2 separate regions of the Arachis hypogaea genome follow, and region 1 is linked to region 2. Evidence: chromatin contacts called from public Hi-C data. All regions are on one chromosome and are shown on one strand. Each heading gives the region's core, a stretch centred on a gene start, on an enhancer-like site or on the middle of the called end of the contact. The rest is flanking DNA. Distances are from core to core; before and after follow the strand shown. Region 1 overlaps LOC112696539 (a long non-coding RNA gene). Region 2 holds the start of LOC112696534.

Region 1 (6,928 bases), core at 1,856-4,355, 410 kb before region 2:
CAAGTCAATATGGAGCCCAAGTCACCGATTCAGGTAACGTTTACCATTTGCATTCTGTTCATTAGTGTTGATTTGTTGCTACTGTTGATTTGTTGATTTGTTGCTAAGTTTTGTTACTGGCTCAGTGTTGAACTTCTTACACTGTGAAAAATAACAAAATAGTTGAGGAGAAAAAGATGAACTACGTGCAATTGGCCGAGTAGACACGACTAACAAATTTGATCTTCAAAATTGATATTTTTGAATTTATAATTTTTTAAATTTCATATATTTGACCACCAATTTTATATATCTGAGTATCTGACCACCAATTTTTGGCTAAGTTTTGTTGATTTGTTCATTAGTGTAAGTATTAATGGTTCAATTTTTGGCTAAGTTTTGTTGCTGGCTCAGTGGCTTGCTGTTTAATGGTTGAATATATTGGAAATGTCCTGCTTGCTGCGTTGCTGTTTAATGGTTCATGTTATTGTTGTTTAGTGGTTCATTATATTGGAAATGTCCTGCTTGCTGCCTTGCTGTTGCTGGTTGCTGATTAATTGTTGAATGTTGATAACTTGGTAATTTATTTGTTGAATGCTGATTATTTGTTGAATGCTGATTAATTGTTGAATGCTGATTAATTGTTGATTAATTGTTGTGCAGTTTATTGCTGGTTATTAATTTATTTCTTGTTGTGTTTCTAGCCTTGATTTATTGTATTTATGTAGTTTGACGCCAGTTCAAGTGAGAATATGGGCGAATCCGAATTGCCGCCAGTTTCTCTTCCGAATGAAATCCACAAGCATCAGATCTCCGAGTGCATTGTTCAATGCTGGTTCTGTGCTTAATGATTTAAACTTCAGCTGCTTGTTTATTGCTGGTTCTGTGCTTGTTTATTGCTGGTTCTGTGCTTGTTTAAACTTCAGTTGAGTTTATTACTTTTTGTTGAGGACTTGTTGGAATCAGTTTATTTATACTGGAATATTGTTCAGTCTATTTTATTTTTTCAATCTATTTTATTGTTCAGTTTATTGAAATCAGTTTATTGTTCATTTTATTGTTCATATTATTGATGCTGGAATATTGTTGGAACAAGTCACACTTTGATCTTCAATTATTCTTACTAGATGTCAAGTGTAATTTCCAATATAATATCTTCTTTGAGCAGAAGGTGGTGTTATGGTGTAGTTGATTTACCAGATTATCATAATTTCTTAGCTGATTTATTATATTTCCATTGATTTTTGAATTGTAGGGCTCATGTTTGGGGCAGTTTTGCTTATGTTATGAAGGGCGTAAGCATGTCATTGAAACAACTTATCTTAGAGATTATGGCATCATGGATGGTAACCAGGTTAGTGAATGTTTAGGCTTACAATTTCAGTGAGGGGAGCTGGAATGCTGGATTGATGTCATTGTTACCCTGTTAATCCATTCATCTCAATGTCTGTTGTACTTACTCCATTCCTCTTGACTCATGATATCTATATATTCAATTCTGATACATTGTTAGTTTGTTACCCTGCTATTAATCCATTCATCTCAATGTCTCTTTATTATTAGAATGTATAACTAGATTAGAATGCTTTTCTACTAGTGCTATATTATTATTATTATTATTATTATTATTATTATTATTATTATTATTATTATTATTATTATTGTTAGCTATTGTGTATTGTCGATTTCAATATTATGACTTGTGAAATAATATGGTAGTATTTTTTTAATTGATTGAAAAAATCAAACAAACCGAACCAAACCAAACCGAATTTAATTAGTTTGGTTTGGTTCGGATGGCTTCGAGAAAAAAATTGAACCAAACCGAACCGTACTTTAATTAAACGATCGGATCGGATGACTTTTCTCTCGAAAACCGAACCAAACCACACCGCAAACACCCCTACGTCCCTATGTATCTGAATATTGTTAGGCATAACGTGTGTGATGATTGAATTATCCTGCTTTGGCAGCAGTTTTTTAATGTGGCTTAAACCATGCGGGGGCATTAGGAAGAAGTTCTAAGGTGACATTCCTCAATATACCAACAATCTTTTATGGGGACCTGTGAAGTTAAGCGCCAATGTGACGATGCAATTAGTAGTTGGGATACTAAAATTGCATTTGATCACGATACGAGTTGCCGGGACGGAGAAGAGTATAGATGGTGCTCTGTTTTTTACATAAAGATGTTTTCCAACAATTTTATAGAATTTTCCTTTGCATAGAACATTAAAAAAAATATCGTTATCCTTTATAAGTACAACTAAAATGTTTGAGTAATTCCCAAGAAACACGAGAAATAATTACACACCTTTTAGTTTGTCAATTTTACTATGGCTAAGTTTATGGTGACTATGATGGATATAATATACATGTTGATTGTTGATCCTCTAATGAGATTGGGGCACATAACAAAACATAGACTTTATACTCTTTGTTGAGTTAAAGGAGAGATTTAATTACAGCCAATGTGGTGCTTATATACACCATGAAAAACAATCAACTATTTTACGTGACATATATATAAAAAATATCCATCAATTAATCATTTTATATAGAAATATATATTTGATATTTAATAAAAAAATTATTACTTTACTGTAAATAAATTTGATTATTCGTTTATTTTATATTTGATTATTCTGATGGTTAATTAGTTATTAGTTAAAAAATATATAAATATACATAAATACATAAAGACACCAAAAAAAACATAAGTACATAATAATTAATTTAGTAGTTTATTTTTAATATACATTTAATAATTTTGTAAAAAAATAAATAAATGATTATTACGTAATGCAATATTTTACCCTAAACAAATTAAATTTAAAATATTAATAAAAAGAAATATTAAAAGGCAAAATGCTAGCATTTGTGAAGCTTCCACACAAACTTGAAGCATTTAACAACCACGTGTTCCAAGTGTGGCGAATTGAGCAAGAAGAACCTTGCGATTATTTTGATGTTGGGGTATTTGGTGGTGCTTTTTTGTTCATGGTTGTTGACTTTTGGATTGCGGTGATAGTATCATTTGGGATCGATTAGGGATAAGAGAGGATATGGAGTTAAAAGCACTGTTGATAGGCATTGAGTATGAGGTGCACAAATTAAACTTTTTTAAATGGGACTCTTTGTTGGAAATTTGGAATAAAAAAAAATTTGGATCTCGCTCAAATCCTCAATCCCTACGCCACCGTGAAGCTCCCTGGCGTCATCCCTGCTGCATTCAATTCAATTATTAGAGTAACTTCAATGATAATTTTTATTTTAATTTTATTTTAAGTCCTATAAGGGAGTAAAGAATTTAAGGTAGTTTTAATGTTTGGACCATTAAATAATTTTATAATAAAATATATTTTTTATTTTTTTAATAATTATTAAATAATTTTTATTTAATTTTAATTATAAATTAATCTTTTATATATTATTTAACTATAAAATTTATCTTTTATTTTATAAATTATTATTTTATTATATATTTATTATGTTTATTAATTATTAGATAAAAAAATAACAATAAAATAGATCTTCTATTCATTAAGCATAATTTTTATAAATATTTGACAATGTAAATTAATGAGTATTTTTATTTAAATTCGTTACATTTGTAAACATTAGAAAAATCGTATTTTTTTGGTAATTCGATCATTGAATGTCGCACGACAATATATATTTTTTCAAAATTCAATAGATTAAAAATGTAATACAATTGATTGAATTGCGTTATAGAATATGAGTTTTTTCTTATTCAATCTATTGGTAGTATTATTCAATCCATTAAATTTCGCAAAGCGGGTATTTTCTTATTCAACTAGTCTTATTAACACTACCAATCTATTTCTATTAATATATAAAATAAGCAATAGTAGTAGGTTAATTGATTGACACGTGTCATAGTTAAATACTTGACAACTGCTATGTTTAGTTATTTGACAAGTGTTTACTTTAACTATATGATAAGTGGCATCTAAAAAAGTAAAGGTAAAGTAGAAACTTCAAAGCATATATAACGAGAAGAAGAACTTGGCTTTGGGTAGGTTCTTTTTTTTTGGGATCTGAATTCAAACATGAAATTTGAATGAATATTTCAAATAAAAACTTACCGTATAAATTTAAAGAAGGGTTTTATAATTCAATTCTATTCTTGACTTTTTCTATCTCTCTCTTCTCTTTTTACTTTTTTGGACTCTCTCTTTCTTTATCAATCTGATTGGTTCAAAATACAGAGATATCATGGGAGAGGAAGAAGGAGCTCGCTGGTGATAAAAACAATAACTGGCAGAGAAGATAGAAAATAGTGGTGGTTAGTGCTATGGTTAGGAGAGCGTCCGGTGAAGAACAAAAAAGACAAGATAGAGGCTTCGAATCTGTTTCTAACAAGTAGCAGAGATGAAGAACAATAAGTTAGAGGTGATGGTGGCTGTTGATGCAGCTTCAAGGAGAAAGAACAGTGGCAGGGGTTAGGGTGTTGCTGCCGTCAGTGAAGAAGGAGCAGTTGGCAACAAATCCACAACACTGGTCAAGAGAATGGAGAGCTCTGAAATCCTATCATCGATGGTGTTGTAGAGGTAATTTCTCCTTTCTAAAAGTAAAAAATTTATGTTCTTTTTTATTTTTAATAAAATTACGGAAATACCGTTAAGGTTTGAGATGCAAGCAGAGGAACCGCCGGATGAAGGTGCGATGTTTCAGCAAGCGTTCCAGCAATAGAACGCCAGAAATCGAGGCTCGATCCATTCGCGGGTACTCCACAAGGATGATCATCTTAGATTATGGCCGTCGCCGATACGTTAGCGAAGTGACTAGACTCCTTCCTACACCAACACCACCTTTGAGAAGTTCGTTAAGGTTTAATTTCTTCAATAAACCAACATATTTTTGTATCCATATTGAATTCTTACATTAGTGTCAAGTTGATTGTCCTCCCAGATATATTACATGTATAGGTAGCATGTCTTACAACATGGGATTTGTTGATTTTGTAGTTTGTTTTCATTAATTTGTCTGCATAAAGTAAATTTTAGCTTCTATTATTTCATTCGGTTGCATCTTTATCGGCATTCATTTTTGTTATTCTTTTCAAGGTATTATAAAATTATAGATTCTTTCAATAACTATGATACTATATTGTCAAAGCTGTCAGGGGAAGACATAAATTTTGAGCCTGATAACAACTCTGAATTTCTTTCAAATACTACATTTGAGGTTTGTATTAATTGGCTATAGCATATGCTTAATTAATTCTATACAGCATATACAAATTTCAACATTCAAATCTAAGTGTAGCATTTGAAAATTTGTAGAAAATTTGAAAATTTCAATAATCCAAATATTTTTACCAAAATTTCAAAATAGTAATAATCAAATTAATAAAAAATCACAAAAGGCCTTTTTTCAAAGCAAAATTATATAAACTTTCAAAAAATATATAAATAGAGTTAGAAGACCATGAATATTTAAGTCTAGAACAACAAAAATAATAGCACAACAACAAAATTCAACCAATTTATTCAGGAGAAAATTCAGGTTAATCAAAAACCATTACATATATAAAATAGAAACACCAATTTAGTATCATTTTATTCATAATAAAAAAATGAAAAAATTACCTGAATAACAAAATATTTAAAATTATCTAAACAAAGTAACACATAAGAACGCCTTAAGTGAAATCATAAATAGGATAAAAAAATTCTATTTGATTTTTTTTTCCCACAACCAAACACATCAACAAAAAATGAGGTATATATAAGAAATTTGTAATAAATAGGAGGGATGAAAGATTACTCTTATGCAATTTTTGATACAGCCACCTTTCATTGTTCTTTGAGAATAATAAAGAGTAGCGTGCAGCTGATCCACGAAATTATAGGACTTTGTTCTTGTTAATGATGCCCAAATCAGCCTATATATATATAGATATTAGAATATATTAAATGATCATAGAATGAAGAATAATATATAACTGCATTTGGATACAGAAACTATGAAAAAAATTGCTCTCCATAGATTTAAAATTGTTTTTGCTTTTGAGTATTCACCAAAAACAGTAAAACTGATCAGAACATATTAATAACATAATGATTAATTCAACTTAGGCATAGTTTGGTTCATGGCTTAAGTTTGCAAACAAATAAACAATAATTGATAGCATGCACTAAGATGAAAGCAACTTATTAGTTATGAGCGTATGATCAAGTTATGACTCTGCATTTTATGCTGAAACTCAATATGCATACTTCAAATCATTAGCATAAACCAAACAAAAGATGCAATCATAAAAATCAATCAATTGCGCAATTCACAAAAGCAAAATCAACAGCTAAAAAAATGAAAAAAAAACTTACAAAGTCAACACCTCTTTTTATGTTCATACAGAACTGACTTGATCATACCCTAGCCATTCTATCCTTAACCGCCACAACTGCAGCAGGAACACCACCTCCAGAAGCGCTTCCAGCAACCTCAACATCCTTATTATCGGGATACTATATAATGAAATTGAATATATACAAATAATTTTTTCCTACTCTTTTTCATCGGTTCCTCCTCCGTATCCACCACCACATGGATAAACACCACAAACTCTACCGCTAAGTTCTTTGCTTAGTATGGAGCTTTATTCCTGAAAGGCGATAATAATGACAAATTAGAGAGTAAATGATAAAATACACCATGATAAGAGCCAGAGAGAATGAATGTTGTAAGGAGATCTATTTGAATTCAAATTCGAATTTGATCAAAATTTCCGCCCAATAACACTCAAAACACTTCCAAAGAACGTAAAACATTTTCAAAAAATCAAAAGTACAATAAATAAACACTTCCATGATGAAGCAAGATAAGTAAAAAAATATTTACCCAGGACACTTCAATAAAATAAGGGATAAAAAATAGTTGTGTTAGATAATTTTGATTATTTTCTTTAAAAAAACCATAAAGT
Region 2 (6,571 bases), core at 3,014-5,513:
CAAAACTCAAAAGTTCAATTGTCATTGGTCAATAAAAATGTAGGCCATAATTCCCTTTTTCTTTTCTTTTCCTTTTTCTGCAGCCAACAGCATACCTAGAAAGTTCTTTGAAACCACACAACACCCTAATTCAAAAACTCAGCATAAGTATGAGTAATCTAACTTAACAGAGTCTAAGTTCAACGAGTAAGGATTGAAAAATTGAAATGCAGGGGCACCAACAGATAAAACATGCATAAACTGATATTTAAGGAAGGTAAGGCAATGCAGGGAGGGCCATGGTTAGTGCTTAGAGACAATCACACACAGTCATACACGACGGCAGAAAAGAAGGACCACTCAGCATATGTTGCATTCAACCTTAGGCTGCAAACTGTCAGATATGTAGAATTCATTGTACCTGCTTACTGCAAGTTAGCTAACAATACCAAATGTGTTCCTTTGCCTCTTGCTTTTTAAGCTGATTAATAATTGAGTTATGTTATGTGCACTCATTTTATGTGAGATACTGTGCCAACTCATTTATCATCCATCGTCGGATTTGATTTCAATGAATATGATATTTCATCCAATGGGAGATGATTGAAGAGCTGATATGGTGTCCCATGTAAGATAAGTACAAAACATTGTGCTTAATAATTGGACGCTTCTCCCTTCACCCACCATGCTCCTTTGGTCAGTCATTCATGAAGTGACCACTGGTTAGAAAGAACAGACTACAACTCAGGAAACCAAGACAACCATTAAATTTTCAAGTGAAGCACAAACATGTTCAAAATCCTCAAGAAGCTCCCTGTGATTTTTGGTTGGTATGAGGGACTGTCATAAGGCATGAGCAACGAGAGAACAGGGGAACCCTATACAGAATTCTAGGTTTACAAGATTGTCCACGTCCTTGACAGGTTACCCAATGAACCTAGCAAATTCCCAATTTCCAATGGCTTGATTACATGTAAGACTTATCAGAAAACCAAGATAAACTAGCCTATCAAATCATATTCAAAATGGACCATGAAATGAAATCCCAAGGATGCATCTTATGCATATTTTCCTAAAAAATATTGCATGAAAATAAGTCAACTTCCTATTAATGGGATTTCCATGAGCAATAACAAAATGAGAACATTAAAACTGAATTTTAGTTTTGCAACATTGCCCATGACACACACCATACTATCTTGGGGGAGTGGATAACTGATACACCCCCTATATGATTTTGTATTTCACTGATCTCAGGCTACTAACCGTCCATTATACTCTCTTTAGAGAGCTGGTATCATTATACAGATACATAGTAGATTCATTAAAGGAAAATGCTATAGAGCCAGAAGCTTTACCAAAATTTGTTGTCAAAATGAAGTGACATACTTTATTGACTATGGATAAATAAGTCATACAACTTCAATTCATGCAACAATCATCATGATTTCAATAAAAATTTCATGTACTTTTTTTCTGCCTGTAATATTGAATAGCTTTTCATTGAATTGCCATAGGATTAGTACGTTGTTCATATCTTAAGTCTTTTTAAGTTGATCCCTTTTCAGCTAACAACATTGAAGCATGAAAAACCTGCAATCTTAAAATGACCTTCAAATCAACATAAGCATATCAGCCACCAAAAAGCAAACATCAAGTAGTAAGACCAGTGACCACTGACCACTGAATATCAGTTTTGCAGAACTCCGAATATCAGTTTTGCAGAACTAAAAGGCAGCTCTATAAAAATTCACTTCACAATTGGGAGGACCCTTTGACATATTCTAATTTCGGAATTAGCTTTATTTTGTTCATTCAATGCAGAAAAGTCACGTAAAATGAGTTTAAGACAGAAAATTCTGCAAGGTAGCTTACAGATAATGCAACACAAGCACAAGTTAACTAAGGATTGAAGGCTGAACAAACTTTGCAAAGGCTTTCTGAAAGGAGGAAAACAATGCATAATTTTGAAACAATTTTCCCTGTTCCTGCAGATGAATCTATATGTTCTTGTTCTTATAGATGATATACAACTCAATGCATAAAATTCACGAAAATATGTAACATTAACATCAAATAAAAAAAACAAGCTACATAGCTACATTGGTCATCATAACAAAACTCCATGTTGCATGGAGAAAAAACATTACCATTCGTCCATTCCCCATTTCTCAAACATTGTAATCTGTGACTATCATCATCACCAACACATAATGTGTGAACTAATTGAATGATTTCATGAATAATATACAGATGAAGAATCCTCATTCAGAATATACACAAGAAGTATATTGGCCTTCAGGCAAGGCACATTGCACACACTCTTGGTGACAAAACTACAGATCAGCAGTATTGGTAGACAGACTGCTGAAGTTGGACATAAACCAGTGAAAGATTGCTGCTAATTGTTCATTAGTTCATTACACTTAGAGAACAAAACCCTGCATGACAAGCTGTCATCTAATCACCGTCAAGTATCATCTATGACCATCAATTATTCCCTCCAATTCTCGGTGCCCAAATCTCCTACCCTGTAGACTCGCATCCCTGCATCTAGCCGCAAAGTAAAACACAAGCCAAGCAACCATGAAGTAAACCTCCATAGTCGACTGAAACATCTTGGCAAAAGACCTCCCACAATACCGGCCTAAAATCCACCTCATCAACGACCCACAAAGTATAGCTTCCAGGCACTTAATCTGTATAGCCTGGTTCAACATTGTAGTTATCAAATAACATCCTTCCTTAACAATCTCCCTCCCACTCCTCCTAGTATCCGCTATGGCAACCCATGCATCAACAGAGAATATAAAAGCCACAAAGGTATCAACCAAAAACCAAGTGAACAAGAACCCAGAAATCTCCTTCTCAAAGCCTCTAACCCACGGCGACATAACCGAAAATGGCATCAATTTCAACCTAACAAACAGCTTGAAGAACGAGTACTGGTCCTCAATCTCCCCAAAATACCACAAACCCAGAAGCTGAGTCAATGCATCCCTCACAGCCCACCGCATAAGGATGAAACCAGAGAGCCTCTTGAGTCCCAATCTGGAACCATCCCAGATCAAACCAGTGACAGAACAAAATCTTCCTACAAGATCATTAACAACAGCAACAAACACAACACCTAGTACCCACGAATACGTAACAAGGAAAACCAAAATTACCCATCCATAAGCGGCAGAGAGAAAGCTCACAAGGAAAAACAGTGCGGCCGCGTCACGGCGACCAACTTCCAACCCTTTTACAAAGAATTGAAGGTCGACACTTTTCTCGATTTCTTGCCCTCCATTCCCTAAATCACCCTTCTCGCTCTTCTTCTTCTTCTTCTCATCTTTATCTCCTCTTTCTTCTTCCTCCTCGTAGCTACCGCGCTCTTTATCATCGCTGGCGAAAGTTAACCCGTCGGCTTTGAACGTGATTCCAGAGCGAACTACCTCCGAAACCCTAATTCCATCGTCAATGACGAGATCCGAGAACCCTGATTCGAGACTGAAGGGTCCGAAGAAGACATGACTGCCGTTGATGGCGGATTTAGGAGCAGAGCCGAAGAGCGTGCGGCCGTCGTCGTCGTCGCCGGAGAAGAAGTCATCATCTAGGGTTCCGACTCTTGTGAGGTGGAGAAAGGGACGGCGGCGGCGGTGGAGGTGGTGGCGGTGACGGTGGATGGAGGAAGAAGCGTCATGGCGCAGGCGCCCGCCGTGGTGGTTGGGGCCGTTTCCGGCGAGGTCGAGGCGTGAGAGTAAAGCCTTGAGGGAAGGATCGCGGTCGATAAAGGAGGTCACATGAGAGGTTCCGTTCTCCACAACGGTGCGAAACGAAAGTATGAGAAGCGAAAGCAAAAGGAACGTTACGAGGTTCGAAGAGAACGACGAAGTTGCTTCTCTGAGAACTTGTGCAGTGGAACGCAGGTTCTGCAACCGTGGGTGCTCGCTCATCGCGATTCCAACGATTTTTCGCGTTTCGCGTCTCGCGTTTCTTCCCTTTCTTCTTCGGATTCGTCTTTCGCGTTTGGGTGTTCTTTTTCTTTTTTGGGGTCTCTGTGTTTCTGGTTCCTTCTCTTTGTTTTTTTTTTTTTTTTTATTGCTGGTTTACTTTTTTTGGTTACGGGGTTTGAGAAAGGGGAGGGAGGATGGTGGCTATGGCCTATGGTGTTCTCTGTGTGAGCTGCTTTCTTGTTTTTCTGGGGAAGGTGGTTGGTTTCTCACGCGCTTTGAAGAGGCGGTGGGATGGACGCTCTTTTGGAGAGACAAATGAGATTGGTGTGAGTCGTGGTTATGGAGAGAAGTAATGTTAAATGACTAATAAATATATTATTATTTTTAGTTAATATTTAATTAATAATAATTAATATTTATATTTATATATTTTATATATAAAAAATATATAATTTATATTTATAAATTAATGTAATTATATTTATATTTTCTAAAATTTATATCTTAAATTAATAAAATAATAATTTAATATTTATATTAATTAGATAAGGACAAAAATACTAAAAATCGTTGTCTAACAATTTTTTCATGGAGATCGGAGGATGGAGGATGAGACTTGAGAGAGCGGGGCTTTGCTTGGAGAATTTTGTTTTCTTTTTTTCTTTTGGCCAAAAAAATAGTTTAACGATGAAGCATCATATTAAAAATATTGTTAACAAATATGATATAGGACGTCGTAATAAAACTTTTGAATAAAAAATATAATAATCTAGACAACAACAAAAACATAATAATTTTTTTAAAGAATTGATATTGTTACTTTAATTTTAATAATGGCATATATTTTTTATAAATTATACAAATATATAATGTAAAAGAATTACGTGTTAAATGATATTATAAAAAAATAAAAGTAGCATTTTTTTGAAGTATATATATATCGAATACAAATTTTATTTTAATATAGTATAAATAGTTATACACGAATTAAAGAATAAAATTTAAAAATTAAGTTTTTTATTATGTAACAATATACAATAAATATAATTAAATATTTATATAAAACTATTTTATACTATTTATAAAAATTAAATTCATCATATATATTTGAATAACTACTTTTTTTTTTAATTTTTACTTTTTATCTTTTAACAAATATTTGGTCACACTTTTGTCAAATCTTTGTATTAACTCACTTTAAAAAAAAATGGTGACAACTGACAAACTTCGTTTGTTCTCAAGCGGAAAGAGTGCACTGCGTCCGTTGCTGGCCAAAAGGTAATTAATTTCATCATTTATGACGAGTAATAAAACAATAAAACTATATTGGATGTAGTAAGAGTTTTATTTTCGTTTTAGATATTTTGTTTAGAAAATACTTGATCTTCAAACTGAAAATTCAGTTTTGCATATATTACTCTTTGATACGTAACCTATATTTCGGCCCAACAAACAACATCTGTCATAAGTCAGAACAAATCACAAAAGATCGGTTATGAAACAAAACTAGTCAACATATGCGTTATCCTAAAAAAGCAGTACTCATCACTTAACCTATAATCTCATATAAACGAGGATTTAACCTCGGCAAAAACAGGTTCTACAAGCTTTTATTTTGAATGTTCTTTAATATATTCTTTTAAAGACTTCTTTTTATTTGAGTGTTAAAATATTTTTTGCAATTCCGTCTATGTTACACTTGCAGTACATAGCCGGTCCCAAACCCAGATAAAGGAGGAGGGTTGTGTTAGGTCTTCGGCAACTAACATAAAAATATAGCCGAACCCCCATGACATGAATCAAAGATATTATTGCGCTAAACCTAGGTCTTTGCCCGGAAGCAACGCGCCGTATGGCTCGAGTACAGTGTCAAAGCAAGAGCCGCTGCATCGATGCCCGGATGTAGTGTTAAATGAGAAAGGGTTCTCGCGTTTTCGTGAACGGACGAGGGTAAATAAGCTAGTTCACAAAGTAAAAGGTAAAGGTCGAAGCAACAGAAGGTTGAGATTTGGGACATGGAACATAGGCACTCTAACAGGAAAGTCCATGGAGGTGGTGGACACCATGACAAGGAGGAAAATTAACATTATGTGCCTACAAGAAACGAAATGGGTTGGTGCAAAGGCTAGGGAGTTGGATACTTCTGGTTTCAAACTTTGGTATACAGGAAAGGTGAAGAATAGAAATAGGGTTGGAATAATTGTGGATAAGCAGTGGAAGAAGGACGTAGTTGATGTCAAGAGGGTGGGAGATCGGATCATCTCTATCAAACTTGTGGTAGAGGGAGGTGCTTTCCATTAGCGCCTATGCACCGTAAGTAAGTTCGGACGAACAACACAAGATAAGGTTTTGGGAGGATCTAGAGAGTTTGGTTCAAGGCATACCTTTGGGAGATAAGATTTTCTTAGGAGGAGACTTAAATGGCCATGTTGGGAGAGAAGTGATTGGATATGGGAGTATTCACGGAGGCCATGGTTTCGGGGTGATCAATGCCGAGGGTAAAACTATTTTGGACTTTTCCTCAACATTTGATCTTCTCATTGCAAATACATGTTTTAAAAAGAGAGACAAACATCTTATAACCTATAAGAGTGGCATGACAATCTCTCAAATCAACTTCTTCTTGTTGAGGAGAGTCGACCGAAAATTTT

The links. Hi-C and Micro-C count contacts between places; a contact is called where the count stands out from the background.
Region 1: a Hi-C map of an unstated tissue shows a contact between it and region 2, with 4 times the contacts expected there. The contact joins the enhancer-like site here to the promoter of LOC112696534 in region 2. A contact is called at or near these places in 3 of 8 Hi-C or Micro-C datasets (leaf and an unstated tissue).

The regions. Positions count from the first base shown.
Region 1 is chr6:34,351,413-34,358,340 of arahy.Tifrunner.gnm2.J5K5, reverse strand. It overlaps LOC112696539 (a long non-coding RNA gene), which reads right to left. Exons shown (of 4, transcript XR_003150751.3): 3 at 6,333-6,610; 4 at 5,466-5,890. Among protein-coding and RNA genes, the nearest start is that of LOC112696539, 4.4 kb to the right of the region's middle. Within about 2 kb of position 3,105, at least 1 of the 3 cell types and tissues checked has open chromatin away from gene starts, as enhancers often do.
Region 2 is chr6:33,939,675-33,946,245 of arahy.Tifrunner.gnm2.J5K5, reverse strand. LOC112696534 reads right to left here and starts at 4,263. Exons shown (of 1, transcript XM_025749339.3): 1 at 2,027-4,263. The coding sequence starts at 3,920. The coding sequence ends at 2,457. It overlaps LOC140173441 (a long non-coding RNA gene), which reads right to left and starts at 987. Exons shown (of 3, transcript XR_011862278.1): 1 at 1-987.